Linked DNA regions of Mus musculus: region 1 is linked to region 2. Evidence: chromatin contacts called from public HiChIP or PLAC-seq data. All regions are on one chromosome and are shown on one strand. Each heading gives the region's core, a stretch centred on a gene start, on an enhancer-like site or on the middle of the called end of the contact. The rest is flanking DNA. Distances are from core to core; before and after follow the strand shown. Region 1 overlaps Specc1 (sperm antigen with calponin homology and coiled-coil domains 1). Region 2 holds the start of Cenpv (centromere protein V).

What was found. HiChIP or PLAC-seq counts read pairs in DNA pulled down with a chosen protein or histone mark.
Region 1: an HNF4G HiChIP or PLAC-seq map of pancreatic cancer cells shows a contact between it and region 2. The contact joins the enhancer-like site here to the promoter of Cenpv in region 2. A contact is called at or near these places in 3 of 39 promoter capture datasets (cranial neural crest, hematopoietic stem and progenitor cells and pre-B cells), 4 of 115 datasets of contacts at active chromatin or transcription factors (SST interneurons, astrocytes, pancreatic cancer cells and 1 more) and 1 of 9 other capture datasets (adipose tissue).

The regions. Positions count from the first base shown.
Region 1 is chr11:62,076,340-62,083,445 of GRCm38.p6, forward strand. All of the region lies in intron 3 of Specc1 (sperm antigen with calponin homology and coiled-coil domains 1), which reads left to right. Among named protein-coding and RNA genes, the nearest start is that of Gm39988, 29 kb to the left of the region's middle. Within about 2 kb of position 4,317, at least 5 of the 459 cell types and tissues checked have an H3K27ac peak or open chromatin away from gene starts, as enhancers often do. A contact at or near this core is called in pancreatic cancer cells, where this site is marked.
Region 2 is chr11:62,534,194-62,541,336 of GRCm38.p6, forward strand. It overlaps Cenpv (centromere protein V), which reads right to left and starts at 5,068. Exons shown (of 5, transcript NM_028448.1): 1 at 4,663-5,068; 2 at 2,089-2,187. The coding sequence starts at 5,012.

The DNA of each region.
Region 1 (7,106 bases), core at 3,067-5,566, 460 kb before region 2:
TAAGATGAAGGATGGACAGAGTCGTTTCCATAAAACCATTTCTGACAACAACAGTTTCTGCTTCTGATTGTTGTGCACAGTATTCTTAACATCGGATCGTGGGCAGGACTCTGCCAGCTTGGTTTTGCTTCCCCTGTTCGCTGAGAGTTGTTCCACATTCATTCATTTGCACCGTTTAAAAGTATTTATTAAATGTCTGCCCAGTGTCAACCAACTCTAGTTTTTTTTTTTTTGTCCAGAGAGATCTGATTTCTCATGTGCAAGACTTCGGATCTTTCCCATGGCACTTGACTTCAGCGTTCCACAGTGGGGTTTTTCCAGCCTACCTTGTCCAGCTGTAGTTCTCAGCGTGGGCGGGGAGAGGCCTGAAGTCGGTCATCTGACAAAGGGCCTGGAGAGGCTCTTTGGACACTTGGAACGGTATGCAGATAAGGGGGCGGGTCTCTCTTGACAGACAGCAGGAGTTGAGGTGGGAGGGCGGCAGGATGCAGATGAGAGGGGCGGGCCAGAACAGGCAGGCATTGAGGAGCCCGGAGGGGGTGGGGCCCGAGCCTGGTCTGACAGACCACTGGAGCTGAGGGGGGCGGGGCGAGTCATTCAGGCGGGATGTAGATAAAGGGGGCGGGTATTGAGGATTTCCCAGGGGGCGTGGTGCATGAAGATGAGGGGGCGGGGCTCGCCTGCGGGCGCGAGGAGCGGCTCTCTAGCCGCCGGGAACTGGAAAGCGCTCGGCTCTTTCTTTGACTGGAGTGGACCAGTGGACGCTACCGCCTCACCAGCGCGAGCGGGCGCGCGCTGCGGCACGGCAGCCACTCGGTCCGAGGCCGGCGGTCGGCGGCCATCGGGATCTGCCGAACATGGGCAACCACTCAGCGAAGCTGGAGGAGCCCGAGACAGGTCGGTGGGGTGCGGGTCGCGCCCCCTCACCGCCGCGCCCTTCCCCCACCGCGGCCCGCCGCGCAGGGGCTCGAGGCAAGGTGAACTTCCCGGGCCGTGAGTCTCCGCTCTGGAATGCGCTAATGGGGTTGTGAAATTACCTGTGCTGGCTGGGCTGCCAGGCGGGGTGGGGCGGGGCGGGCGCTGCCGGCGGCGGGCCGACCGGGGTCCACCCTCAGCCGCCGGTCCCACCTCGAAAGCTAGGATGGCATCTGAGATGAAAAGTGTGACTTGGCAGTGCTTTTCTGGTTCTTTGTCCATTTTGCAGTGTGTCATTTGCGAAGCACACACTTTCTGGACTCCCACAGAAGGTGGCGACCCGTCAGCTGATTTGTTACTCACGCTCAGACCTAGGACTAGATTGTGATTGTTCTTGACCCCAAGTAATCTGGACCTGTTCTAGGATGCCAGAAACTTCTCGGTTCATCAACTTTTTATTTGCTTGGAAACGAACGAGCTCGGTGGGGAGTGAGCTGGGTTCCGGTTTTCACCTTTTGGTTGTTCGACTGGACTCAGGCACACGTTTAGATGCTGAACACCAACCGGTGTATTCAAAACAGCACTACTGTCACATGAATTAAACGAGATTTAATTTAGCCGCAAAAATGACATCTTGGCCTATTGGAAAGATTTGGTAGCAGGTGACCAGTCAGAAGTATTAAAATTCTTTTCAAAGTAGTAGTGATTTTTTTTTTTCAGACGAAGCCTTTTTATTATCTAAAAAAAAAAAAAAAATGCTTCCCATTTGTTTAGCTTCTGACTTTGCCTGTGCATTCAACATTATTCCGTTTTTCTGCTCCTTAAGAATGAACACACTCACTTTGTGCACATGGAACCTCTTTAGATGATTCGTTGTCTGTTTTAGACTTAGGTCTCACAGCAGAAACCTTTCTTCCTGGTCCAGAATTTACATGTTGATTTTGGTGCCATTCTGACCTTAGCGGGGGTTCGAAATAGCCCCCAGTCTTGTTAGAGGTGGTATTGTAGGAAAGCCCAAGTTGATGAGTCAAACATTCTGTCTGAGTGCCTCTAAGCAGCACCCCTGGAAAAGGAAAAAAAAATCAAAGCAGTAGTAATTTTAAAGTGTTTAACTTGGAAGGCAGTTATGTTCCCTACTGTACCACCAAGGCCGAAACTTTTAACTTGAGGACAGTATTGAGGCTCTGAGGTGAAATGGTCTTTCCAATAACTTATGCCTTGAATCTAGAGCAGTGCTGCATGTACAACCCCAATCATCTTTACCCCAACCATATCCCTTCATTCACACCCTGGCGTCCTTAGATCTGGACCGCTGCCATTGCCTTCCTGACACTTGTGGTACGTTGGACTGTTAGACCAGCCGCCATTACTCAAAACTCTGACAGCGCCGGGCATGGTGGCGCAAGGCAGAGGCAGGCGAATTTCTGAGTTCGAGGCCAGCCTGGTCTACAAAGTGAGTTCCAAGACAGCCAGGGCTACACAGAGAAACCCTGTCTCAAAACAAAACAAAACAAAACAAATCAAAACAAAACAAAAAACCAAACCAACCAACCAACAACAACAAAAAAAATTCTTGACAGCCACACTGGAATCTTAGGGGTAGACAAAAGAAAAATCTTAGGGGTGAGTTACTGTGTAGTGTACATAGCGGTCTCACACAGCAGTTATCTGAACTTCTTGGTACAGAATGACCAGTAAATGTAAAGTAAGAGTAATCTATTGTTTATTCTACGGAGAAAAGTTTGCATGAGCTAGCTTATTGATAAACTAGGTAAAGGGTATATAAAATTGAAAAAACACTTGTCAGTGCCAAAGAATTGTGAGAAACTCTTCATTCCTTTAGTTAAAAACTTATAAGGAGACTGTTACTTTTGTCGATCAGTTGTTTGATATTCTAATTTCCAAGTGCCCTTACATTTTAAAGCTTCCTAATGACCAAGAAGATCAAAAGATATGTGTATGCCAGTGGTTTATTTTATCTTAATATTTGGCTCGGGTGGAGCTCAGGGCTTGCTGTGCACATGCTAAGCACATGCTCCACCATTCGCTCGAGCCCCAGCCCTTTGTTGTGGGTTTTCAAAGTGAGTATACTTTTCTAACGGGCACATATTCTGACTTGCTGCAAGTAAAGATACTTGATTGGAAATCTTGGTAAAGGCTTTAAAGATTGAACTCTGGGTTGAAAGGATGAACATGATTTTAGCATTGCCTTCATGAAATGCTGTGAAATTTACCAGTGAAATTCTAGGCAGTAGAGTTCTTCTGTTCAGGATGAATGTACAGTTGGTGCGTTGAACTACGATCTGAACAAGTAGCTCTGCAGAGATGAGGGTAGTGGTAAGAGGGAATAGGAGGCCAGAAGCGGCAGAAACACCTAAGTCTGAATCATGAAGTTCCTCTACTGTCTCCTTTGGGAGCTGACACCCAGGAATGCATGAGGTTTATTACAGGAAGTAAGACCAAAGAAAGAGGAAGCAGAATTGATGAGGGAAAACCCTCCAATTATAAATGCAGTTACAGGGAGAGCCTCAGAATCATGCTGATCTGATGAAGTGTTAGCCTGTAGATGAGTTCTACAGCAAAGCTGACTATTAGAAGAAAGTTTAAGCTTTCTGCTCACCAGTCCTCAGTCCTTCTGCTGTTGGTGGTCACTGGCCAAAAGCTGTTGGGGCGCAGGGGATGTGCCTTTACGGTCAAAAGCCAAGTGGGATCCTAGGATCCTGGTGGTATCTGAATGATGTATTCTTTCTCAATTAGAGATTTTAGTGATGTCCCTTTAGGGCTATCTGGCAACAGTACCTCACTCAGATGTTTGGACAAGGACCTTCTATTTAAAGGGTAAACGAGGATGAGATGGCTTGGTGGATAAAAGTGCTACATACCAAGTCTTACTAACTTTTGAATTCAATCCCTAGAATCCACATGGAAGAAGGAGGGAACTAGTTTATTCACTTTTGTCTTCTGACCTCCTCTGTACCACACACAAGTAGACAGATAAATGTAATAAAGAGGAAATGAATGGTATTTCAGACCTCCTTTCAGACCCCTTCTGAGACTTGAGAGGGCTGGTTGGATAAGCCTGTTCTTCAAGTGATGCTCTTACTCATTTTTGGAGGAGTGTTTAGGCAGAAACCAAGTTTCTTAGAGGCTGCTTTTGTAGCTCTGTGGCATCTATACTGGCAGCAAGGTTCTTAAATGTGTGTGGTTTTCTGAGTTAGTTCATCATAACTTTTTGTGGTATTGCAGGTTGGTAAAGAAAAATGATCAAGTTAAAGACAGAAGTTCCATGTTCAAGGGCAGTTATAATTAAAAGAGCACGGTGAAGGCTACACCCCTTACTTGCTACAGGGTCTAGTTAACAGCCTTTCAATTTCTAGGCAGGTTGCCACAGGGCTACAGCCTGTGTACTGTTTAAAGGCATTTGGATAAATCAATGGACAAGCCCAGCCAGCTTGGAGTTGTATTGACCCAGAGGGAGGAGTGCAATTTTATAATTCTGCCTAGAAAGTGAGCTGAGAACTTACAATCGATCCTCCTGCTTTCACTTCCCAAGCTAGCATTACAGGCACAGGCTACTTCTGGGGTTTTTGCAGTGCTGAGGATCAAGCCCAGCACTTTGTGTATGATGAGTACTACAAACTAAGCTAATCCAAGCCCCATTTAGCTTATCATTCTTTTTTATCCTTCCTTCCTTCCTTCCTTCCTTCCTTCCTTCCTCCCTCCCTCCTTTCCTCCCTCCTTCTCTCTCACCCCCCTCTCTCTTTCTTTCTTTCTTTCTTTCTTTCTTTCTTTCTTTCTTTCTTTCTTCCTTCCTTCCTTCCTTCCTTCCTTTCTTTCTTTCTTTCTTTCTTTCTTTCTTTCTTTCTTTCTTTCTTTCTTTCTTTCTTCTTTTTCTTTCTTCTTTCCTCCCTCCCTCCCTCCCTCCCTCCCTCCCTCCCTTCCTTCCTTCCTTCCTTCCTTCCAGGTCTATTTATTTATTTATTTATTTATTTGTTTATTTATTTATTTAGACAGGGTCTCCCTATATAGCCCAGCCATCCTTGAACTCACTATGTAAACCAGTTTGGCCTTGAACACAAGAGATATTTGCCTGCTCTGCCTCCCGAATGCTGGGATTAAGTATGTGTACTGCTGTGCCTGGCTTCATTCTATTTTTTGATATAAGTCAAAGGCATTATTATCTGTACAAGACTACGAAATGTTTTTTATCTTTACTGTTTTTGATTAACTTTCATGGTTCGCCACTAATCCTTTCTGTGAAAGCAGAGGAACTAAATGCATTCTCATGGTTATATCTCGCACGCTTCATCTGCAAGTCATATATAAGTTGTAATTCCAAGTACATAACAATTCCAGACCAGCCATGGCCTGCCTAAAAAGAGACCCTGCCTGAAAGAAAAAAAAGATCTAAATGCATTGTTAGTACCAAAATATACATGGTGCTATATATACCATATACCTGAAAATTTTTGGTATATTTTTATACTAAACTTTTTAATAAACTTGATGTATTTTTTTAAAACCTAAGGGGTAAAGTGCGTGGCTCAGTGGAAGACCATATGCTTGGCATATGCAAGATCCTGGATGACCTTGAACTCATAGAGACCTACCTGTTCCTGTCTCCCTTTCTGTACCAGGGAGGTTTGTGCCACCATTCCCTGCCTATTCTGTTCATCTCCCACATTCAAATCTGCACATCACTTGATTAATTTGTACTTCTTTTGCATTTACACTGTCCAGATATTTTCCTTCCTAATTCCAAAGACCTATGACTGGACAGATTGCCTATTCTTTGTATATTTTCTATATCTTTAAGTCAGTATCTTTCTTGATAGTAAAGCAATGCAATTTTTAAAAATTTAACTATGATTCTCTCCTGGCTTTATCTGACTTATAAGGTCATTCTACTGAAATAATAGAAACAGTCAGTTAATGACACAGGTCACAAAATTTTTCAAATGAGAGGAGAGACCTTTCATACTGTAAGATCATAATCCTAATCTGTATACTAACTGACAAAACACTGGAAGAATTTAACCATGGTCATACACAAGCCATTTTTCCAGAATGTTCATAGACGGTTAAAATGTTGATCTGTTCTAAATACAGAAAGAAAGCATCATTAGAGTTTTAAAGGGAATTTTTACTGGCCACCCCATGACCATAATGTAATAAAACTATAAATAATAAAAGTTGAATTTGTAAAAAGTTCATAAATTTGACTCAATAGGCATTGAAAGCTATTTTTACAGATCACTTAAGGAAATAATTGAAATAGTGATGAGGTTACAAACAATAGGCAGATCCATTCTTCAGAAAGGTTTTATTATCAAGTAAAAAAGAACGGAAATGAGTGAAGTCAGTGCTAGATGAGAACATGCAGAAACAGCCCGCACAGCAGGCCTGTAGTCCCAGCACCAGGGAAGCATATCTATACAGGAAGGTCTCTGGGGCTTGCTGGCCAGTCAGTCTAGCCAAATCCACAAGCTCAAAGAGACCCCTGTCTCAAAAAGCAGTGTCCTAAAGTGGAGATCTTTTTTTCAAAACACAAGGTCATTTTGATCTTTGGTCTAAACACACATGCAGAACACACACACACAATTCATGTTCTAAGGGATTTTGGAGGGTTTGGTTAAGGTAGAATAAAAACCAAAAAATAAATTTTGATAAAATTAAAAAGTAACAAAATCAATTTATAAAGACAAGAAACAGGCCTGGGAGTACAGCTCAGAAAGTCACAGCATATATGAGGTACTGGGTTTGATCCTTATGAGAGAAGGGGGAGGTAAAAGAGATGGGAGAAGAAAAAAGAAATTAAATATTAGGATAGACAAGGAATCTTGGAGGATATCAGAAACTAACTTTAAAATATCTTGAGCCCAGATAGTTTTATAGGTAAGGAGGAAGATGTAGTTTTCTATGCTATTTAGATAGTATGGTGCATTTCCTAAAAATGGTTGTCTTTCAGAGGGGGCAAGTAATGATTTGATATATATTTAAATTATTTCTTATTTGGCAATGAACAGAAAAATTATAATAACCATCAAATTATGTTTGTTGTTTAGGACCAGATCAGGCAAAAAAGAAAAAAGAAAAAAGAAAGAGGAGAGAAAAAAAAGAAATGAATTATTCTGTCTTTCCTTTTATGGACTCTATTCTCCCAGAGCCATAAACTAAAATAAATTCTTTCT
Region 2 (7,143 bases), core at 3,818-6,317:
CCTCATTTCTGCTGCCCCCCCTCCCGACCCTGAAGAGAAACAGTGGACTTAAAAGACACTCAGAAAATGGATTTCAGACACTGCTATACTCTTGTGCCTCTTCAGACGGGCACATCAGAACCGAGGAAGGAGCCTTAGGCTTCCTCTAGTTCCACATAAGAAAATCAAGCTCCAAGCATTTTACCTGGAAATACCAAACTGGAAATTGAGCCAATACCTAGTTTTTGTTTTTTTCCCAACCCACTATTTTTGTCTGCTTTTCTCTCTCTACCCTAGGGACACTGAACCAGGGCATCAAGCGCACTAAGCAGGCATTCTACTTCTCAAGTGCACCTCCACCTTTTCTAGGAAATGTAACTTTGGGACAATAGATGGCTCAGCAGTTAAGAGCGCTAGGTAAGAGTAGCAGTAGACTCTGGTTCAGTTCCCAGTATCCATCTGGTGGCTCACAGTTCCAGGGTATCCAACACCCTCCTCTGAATTCTGGGGGGTATGTGGTGCAGATATGCATTCATGTAAAATATCCACATGCATAAAAGAAGTAAGTTTAAAAATTTTTTAACTTTATTCTGTTCTTTGAGATAGAGGGAGGGGTCATGTTAAAATTTTAACCTTGTTTTATTTTTTGAGACAGGGCTGGCTTCAACACTTACTATAGAGTTGAAGATGGCCATGAACTTCTTTGCTTGCTTGAGAGAAGAGTCTCATGTACACAAGCTGGTCAAAAACACTGATGCAGCTGAGGACACAACCCTGAACTTCTGATCCTCCTGTCTCTACCTCCCCCTGGGACTACAGGCATATAATCATGCCAAGTTTATGCAGTAGTGGGAATCAAACCCAGCTTTGTACATATTAACCAAAGGCTCTACCTTCAGCCCTAATTTACACTTTATTCTGACTTAGTATAGAATTCTCCAAGAAATTATGCCATAATGCTTCTTTCAAAATCTGGACTTCATTAGTGGCCTAGCCAGTTCTACACTTGAGGGGTATTTATGATTTACATAATAAATAATAATTATGGTATTTATTATCCATATAAGATTTAGGTACAATTACAGGGAAAAGAACTGGACCCTCTTGAATAAGTACATGCCCATAGCCAGTCCAGAAGGTAAAGCCTGTTCCTCTTCTATTATAATGCCAGGGAAGACGCTAAGAAGCAGGCCTTCGAGGGAGAGATGGCTCAGCAGTTAAGAGCACTGACTGCTCTTCCAGAGGTCCTGAGTTCAATTCCCAGCAACCACATGGTGGCTCACAACCATCTGTAATGGGATATGATGCCATCTCCTGGTGTGTGTGAAGACAGCTACAGTGTACTCATACATAAAGCAAATAAATAATCCAAGAAGCAAGCCTTCCACTGTTGGTGGTGGTACCATGGGCCTCATGCCAAGGACAGAGAGAGATCCAGCACACAAAAAGCTTCCAGGTGCAAATACACTCCACCCGATTACTTCCATGTAGTTTCACTGACAGACTCCTAAGAAGATTCCACTCAAGGTGGGATTCCCAGTAACCCAACCGGGAATTACTGGCAGCCTGATCCACCTCTGCTAATCACCCCTAAGTCAGTGGGATCAGTAGGAGGCACGAGCCTATAAGCCACAGCCCTGGAATCCCTGCTTTCTGTCTCCTGAACTGCGCTGCTGTACAACTCTGTGGTACACACACACACGGGCTCCCGAACACACAAACTGAGGGTGTTACTCTGAATAACTCAGAATGTTTAGCCTTCTCCCACTCTAAAAAAAAAATATCCAGTGAGAAGACTTGGCAGGTAAAAGTACCTACCACCAGCCTAGTGACTCCATCCCACAAGTTGTCCTCTGATCTACGCACACAGTAAAAGAATTACATATAACACTTTTTTTTTTTTTTTTTAGTTATCACTGAAAATTTCTAGTTGTACACATGGCAAAGAAGAGAACAATGAACCCTTGTGTCCTCGGTACCTGATGTAACAGTTATCAGCTCATGGCCAACACTGTCTCATCCAGACCCCGACTCCCCACATTGGTCTGAAACATGGCCTATTTTGCTCTTCAACTCTTCTAAGCCAATTTGAGAAGATAAAATACTCACTTGCAGTCAAAGATGTGTAAGTCTGCTGAAGCCCAAACTTCAAAACGAACTGCTCCACAGTGGCAGCCTCCTGTGTGCTTCACCAGGCCCTGGTACTCACTAAATGAAATAAAAACTAGAGCATAAAAATTTCTAAGAGACAAGCAGGGGTTTTATGGCCTGGCTCCTTCACGCTGACTTTTTGTTCTTAAAATAAAGCCAGGCTCATTCATATATATATATATATATGACATATATATATGTCATATATATATATATATATATATATATATATGACAACCAGGTGCATCTCATAAAAGAGGTTCAGTATTTTCACTGGGAACTGTCTTGAATTTTATGACTGCAAAATAAAATATACCCAGAATTCAGTAAATATGAGGCTATGAGAGAAGTCTGGCACATTTGCTCCCACTCCCAACATTTTTATTTATATGTCAACTAATTAGTTTTCTTTCTTTCTTTCTTTCTTTCTTTCTTTCTTTCTTTCTTTCAATTACAAGCTTAGGACCAAGATAAAAACTTTACCAGCCTTAAGCAGCCACTAGGCAAACAGGCCAAATAATATTCAGTTTTGATTGTAATAAAGATGGTAACAAGTGGCTATGAAAAAGTAAGACAGGTCGCCAAGTTGCCTTCTGCGGGGCAACAAAGGCTCCTCTAACTCCACTCACTCTCCTCACGCTTCCCAAATCCATGGCTTTTCACACAACTGTATACAGTTGGAGCCAGCCCCATAACTCAACAGTAAGATTCAGTGGACATCCTGAAGCCCCTTCCCCAAAAGACTAAATATTCTGGCCAGAAATAAACGAGACAATGTTTCGCTGTGACTTCTGATTAACCACCACAGGGAAAAACAGCAAATAGCCGCTTCAATTTGCCATCTGACTAGAGGCAAAACTGAAAGCTCGCCCAGGTTTCTCTAACAAGTTAACATCTCATTTTCTTCTTCTATATACAATGTTTATTGTAAAAAAAAAAAAAAAAAAAAAAAAAAAAAAGCCAAACAGTTTAATAACACATTGAGAACCCTCCACCCCTGTGATCATCCCACTTAGAGAGCCCGTATTTGCTATCCATTCCTCCAATTTTTTGCGATATTGGAACCAAATGTTAGTGTATTTAACATACGTTTTCTTTGTATAAAAGTTAGCTTAAAAGACCATAGAGTGGATGTAAGCAAGCATACAGCACGCTATTCTGGTGAGTGAAATGCCTCTTTTCCTGCCAATATTTTTAGTATCTTTTTTAAAGATCATTACCATTTTGTTTTAGGGGAAAATATTACCTAAAAATTTTTGCTTTGTGTGTGTGTGTGGGGGGCTTTTTTGTTTCCTTTTGAGACAGGGTGTCAGTGCAGCTCAAGCTGGCCTCAAATTAACTATGTGGTCAAGGATGACCTTGAACTTGTAGATCTTCCTGCCTCCACCTTCCAAGTGCTGGGCTTACACACGTGGACCTCCTTCTCGCTGGCTTGCTTCTGTTTTCCTTTCTCTCTTTCTCTTTCTCTTCGGAGAAAGGATCTATCTCTGTAGCCCAGGCTGCACTTGAAATCACTGTACTCCTCCGCCTCGGCCTCCTGAATGCTAGGATTGTCGGCATGTGCTACTGTGCCCAGCTCTACTGAGTTTTATATAGTATCATTTAGATCTCCCAGTAGCTAGTACACAACAGGTACTCCGTGTTATATTTCATTTTTTTTAAGTTTTAACTGATTTTTGTTTTAATGTTTTAAAGCATTCAATTTATAGCCCAAGGGGATAAAATTGAATAAACGAAACAGATAGAAAGCTAACTAAATACTCCAGTTCTTAGAGGATCCACCAAAACCAAGAGAACTAATTCTGGGACAAAGACAAAAGAGCATCTTGTTGTTATGAAAAGTAGTTCAGGTTGTTAAACAATTGTTGGGTTAACGTTAGTTTTCTTTGTCTTTTATTGTTCTTTTTAATTCATCTGCGAGTGAGGGCTATAAGACAAGGGTACTGGGTTTTTCTCGGAGCACAATGGGTAAAGGAGGAAGGGGTTCACATTACATTTGCCAAAGAGCAGGCATCTGGCCAGAGTAGTCATCAGCTCTTTTCCCCAATAACGGACCTCAGATCTGCTCCTTAGGCCACCAAAGAAGCTGGAAGCACTTCAGAAGCACAGACTGGGGGAGCTGCCAGCCCGGACCGGGGATGAGAACATAACACCTTAACTCCCCATTCCCCCTGCAAGCGCCCGTCCTGGACAACGCTTTGCGCGCCTTTCCCTCCGAGATCAATAACCGCACCCTGCACCCTCCCTCCGGGGAACTGATTAGAACAACCGGCCTTCGCTCCTCGGGTCACTAAATTCTCCACTTCGACCTTTCCTCCCGCCCACTCCCCGAAAGCACGTGCAAAAACGGGTAAAACGGTCTTGGTAGCTGGCAAGCCGGGGGATGTCTGTTTTTTCACCCTGAGGGGCCCTTCCGCGCACTCAGCCCGACACCGTCCGGAGCAGCCCGCCAACGGCTCAGCACTCAGCCCTCGGGTCCCGCCGCCCGTGCGCACCTCGCGTGTGCCGGCCCGCCGCCCCCGACACACTCACAAGGTGTCCAGCAGCAGCTTGGCGGCGCCCTCGAAGCTGAGCCGTTGCCGCTTCTGGAACGTCTCCCAGCGCTCCCGCTGCTCCCCCAGGTCGAGCGCCGACACCGAGGCGGCGGGGGTGACCGCCGGCGGTGGCTCCTCGGCGGCCGCCTCCTGGGCCCGCGGCGGTGGCTTGGGCCGCGGCTTTGCCGACGGCTGCGGACCGACCGCCCCGCCCCCGCCCCCGGCCCCGGCCCTAGTCCTGCTCCGGGAGCGCTGCGCGCGGCTTTCGCCGCCGCTCAAGCCCCCGGTGGCCCCCGAGCGCCGCTGCTCCCGCGGGCCGGTGGCCACGGCACTGCGAGTCCGCCGCATGTCTCCCTCAGCCGGGCTCGCAGGCCTCTCGGCTCTGCGCGCTCCCGCCGGCCGATGCGCGTCCCCGCCTCCGACAACCTGAAGGCCCCGGGGGTGGTGCGCGGCGCTCCGGAACACGCGAGCTAGGGACCCAACTAAGAGACCCTGGCCGTGGGGCCGGCCGAGCGCTGAGGGTCTAACGAGACCGCGCCTGCACCTGCGCTTGCAGGTAGCGGTGCCCGTTTGATCAGCGAAGGAGCTTCCAGCCTCCACTGACTCCAACCACACATTTCTAACTGGGGACCTGGGTCAGGCCTCAGTTCATAAATTCACGGCCACATCAGAGCTGGCACGCTTGGGTGACTTCGTGGTTTCCAAGGTGGTAACACTACCAACTTGGCAGAGGCCATCATGTACCTAATGTGAGCTAACGTAGTATGTAAATTGTCGGATATCTGCTACTGGAAGCATAAATGACAGCTGGAGTCAGTTTGATCAATGGTCAACAGGTTTTTTGGTGGTTTTGCAGAACTGAGAATAGGACCCACAGCTTTGAGAAAGCACTCTTGCACTGAGCCACATTCCCAGCCCTAGATTTTGTTTTCAATTTTAAGTAAATGGATCCAGGATTACATTCCATTCATAAGCTTTTGCAGAATACCGTATTGACGTTTAAAGACAAAAATCCCAAGAACCATCCACTGCGGTATCCCAGATAGTCTCCAAACCCTTTCAGTTGTTCTCACACTTTTAAAGAAACGTTTTCTTTTACTCGTTTTTGGTGCATTTTTCATTTTTCAACTTAGTTCTGTTTTTGTTGATTTTATTACAATATAGAGTCCATTTATTATCTTTAATGATGAAAATATGGGTTTTCCCAAATACAGCTTGATTAATTCATAAATCCTCATTAAGTTTTAACACAAAGTTCTCAATAATTGAAACTTCCTAGATGCATAATTTGTTTTGGTGTTTCCTTTGTGCCCGTATCTTAAATGTACAGATTTGCATGCACCAATTCAGATGTGGCATATCCTAGCCACATCTAGACTATCTCCAAAAAGCAAGCAGAAGTGACCACTGTTTTGTTTTGGCTTTTTCTCACTGTGACTTACTTTCGCCTGTTTTGTGTATTTAGAGACAAGGTCTAACCGTGTAGCCCTGGCTGGCCTGGAACTCACGAATAAGGCTCAGGTTTATCTTAGCTCACTGTGATCTGCCTGCCTCCACCTCCTGATACACATTACAGTTTTAAAAATCTTTATTCAGGAGGAGAGCGAAGTATGCGGGTGCATGGGGAGCAGAAGACAGTCTACACCATGAGTTCTCTTCTTGCACCAAACAAGCTGTCTGGTGACAGGCACCTTTACTTGGCTGCCGGGCTTGTTTGAGTCAGGGCTTCATTCTTTAGCCTAGTCTAGTCCTAGACTCACTAAGTAGCTAAGGCTGGCTTCAAACCTGTACCTATTCTCCAGCCTCAACCTCCCAAGTGCTAGAATCACAGGTGTGATCTACCACACTACTTTAGCCTATCTTTGAATGTCATTTCAAAAATAGCATGTACATTGTTAAATCTAATACTGTTCAACATTTTGGAAATAATTGATATTATATATACACACATATATACATATATGTACATATATAATTTATTGATGTCAATATGATCTATGCGGATTGGCTTTTGTTAATGCAACACAAACAAGGGTCATCAGAGAGGGAACCTTAACTGAAAAAAAAATGCCTCCATCAAATTAGTGGGTAAGTCTGTAGGTCATTTCCTTGATTCATTATTGATCACCATCACCCCTGGGCAGGTGGTCCTGGACTCACTCTATGAGAGCAGGCTGAGCAAGCCTGTAAGCAGTGTTCTTCCTTCATGGCTTCTGAATCAGTTTCTGTCCTGACTGGCACAGCAGTGGGGGAGAAAATTTACATAAGAATATATCACCGTTTATTTTGTGTGTGTGTGTGTGTGTGTGTTGCAAGTGTATGTCAGAGTTCAATGATGGGTGTCTTCATGGTTCTCCACCTTCATCCTGAGGGAGGGTTCCTCACTGAAACGGGAGCTCACACTCTGCCTACACTGGAGGGTCACTGAACTCAAGGAGATGACTTTCCCTAGCAGCTCCACAGTGGGTGGGGCTACAGA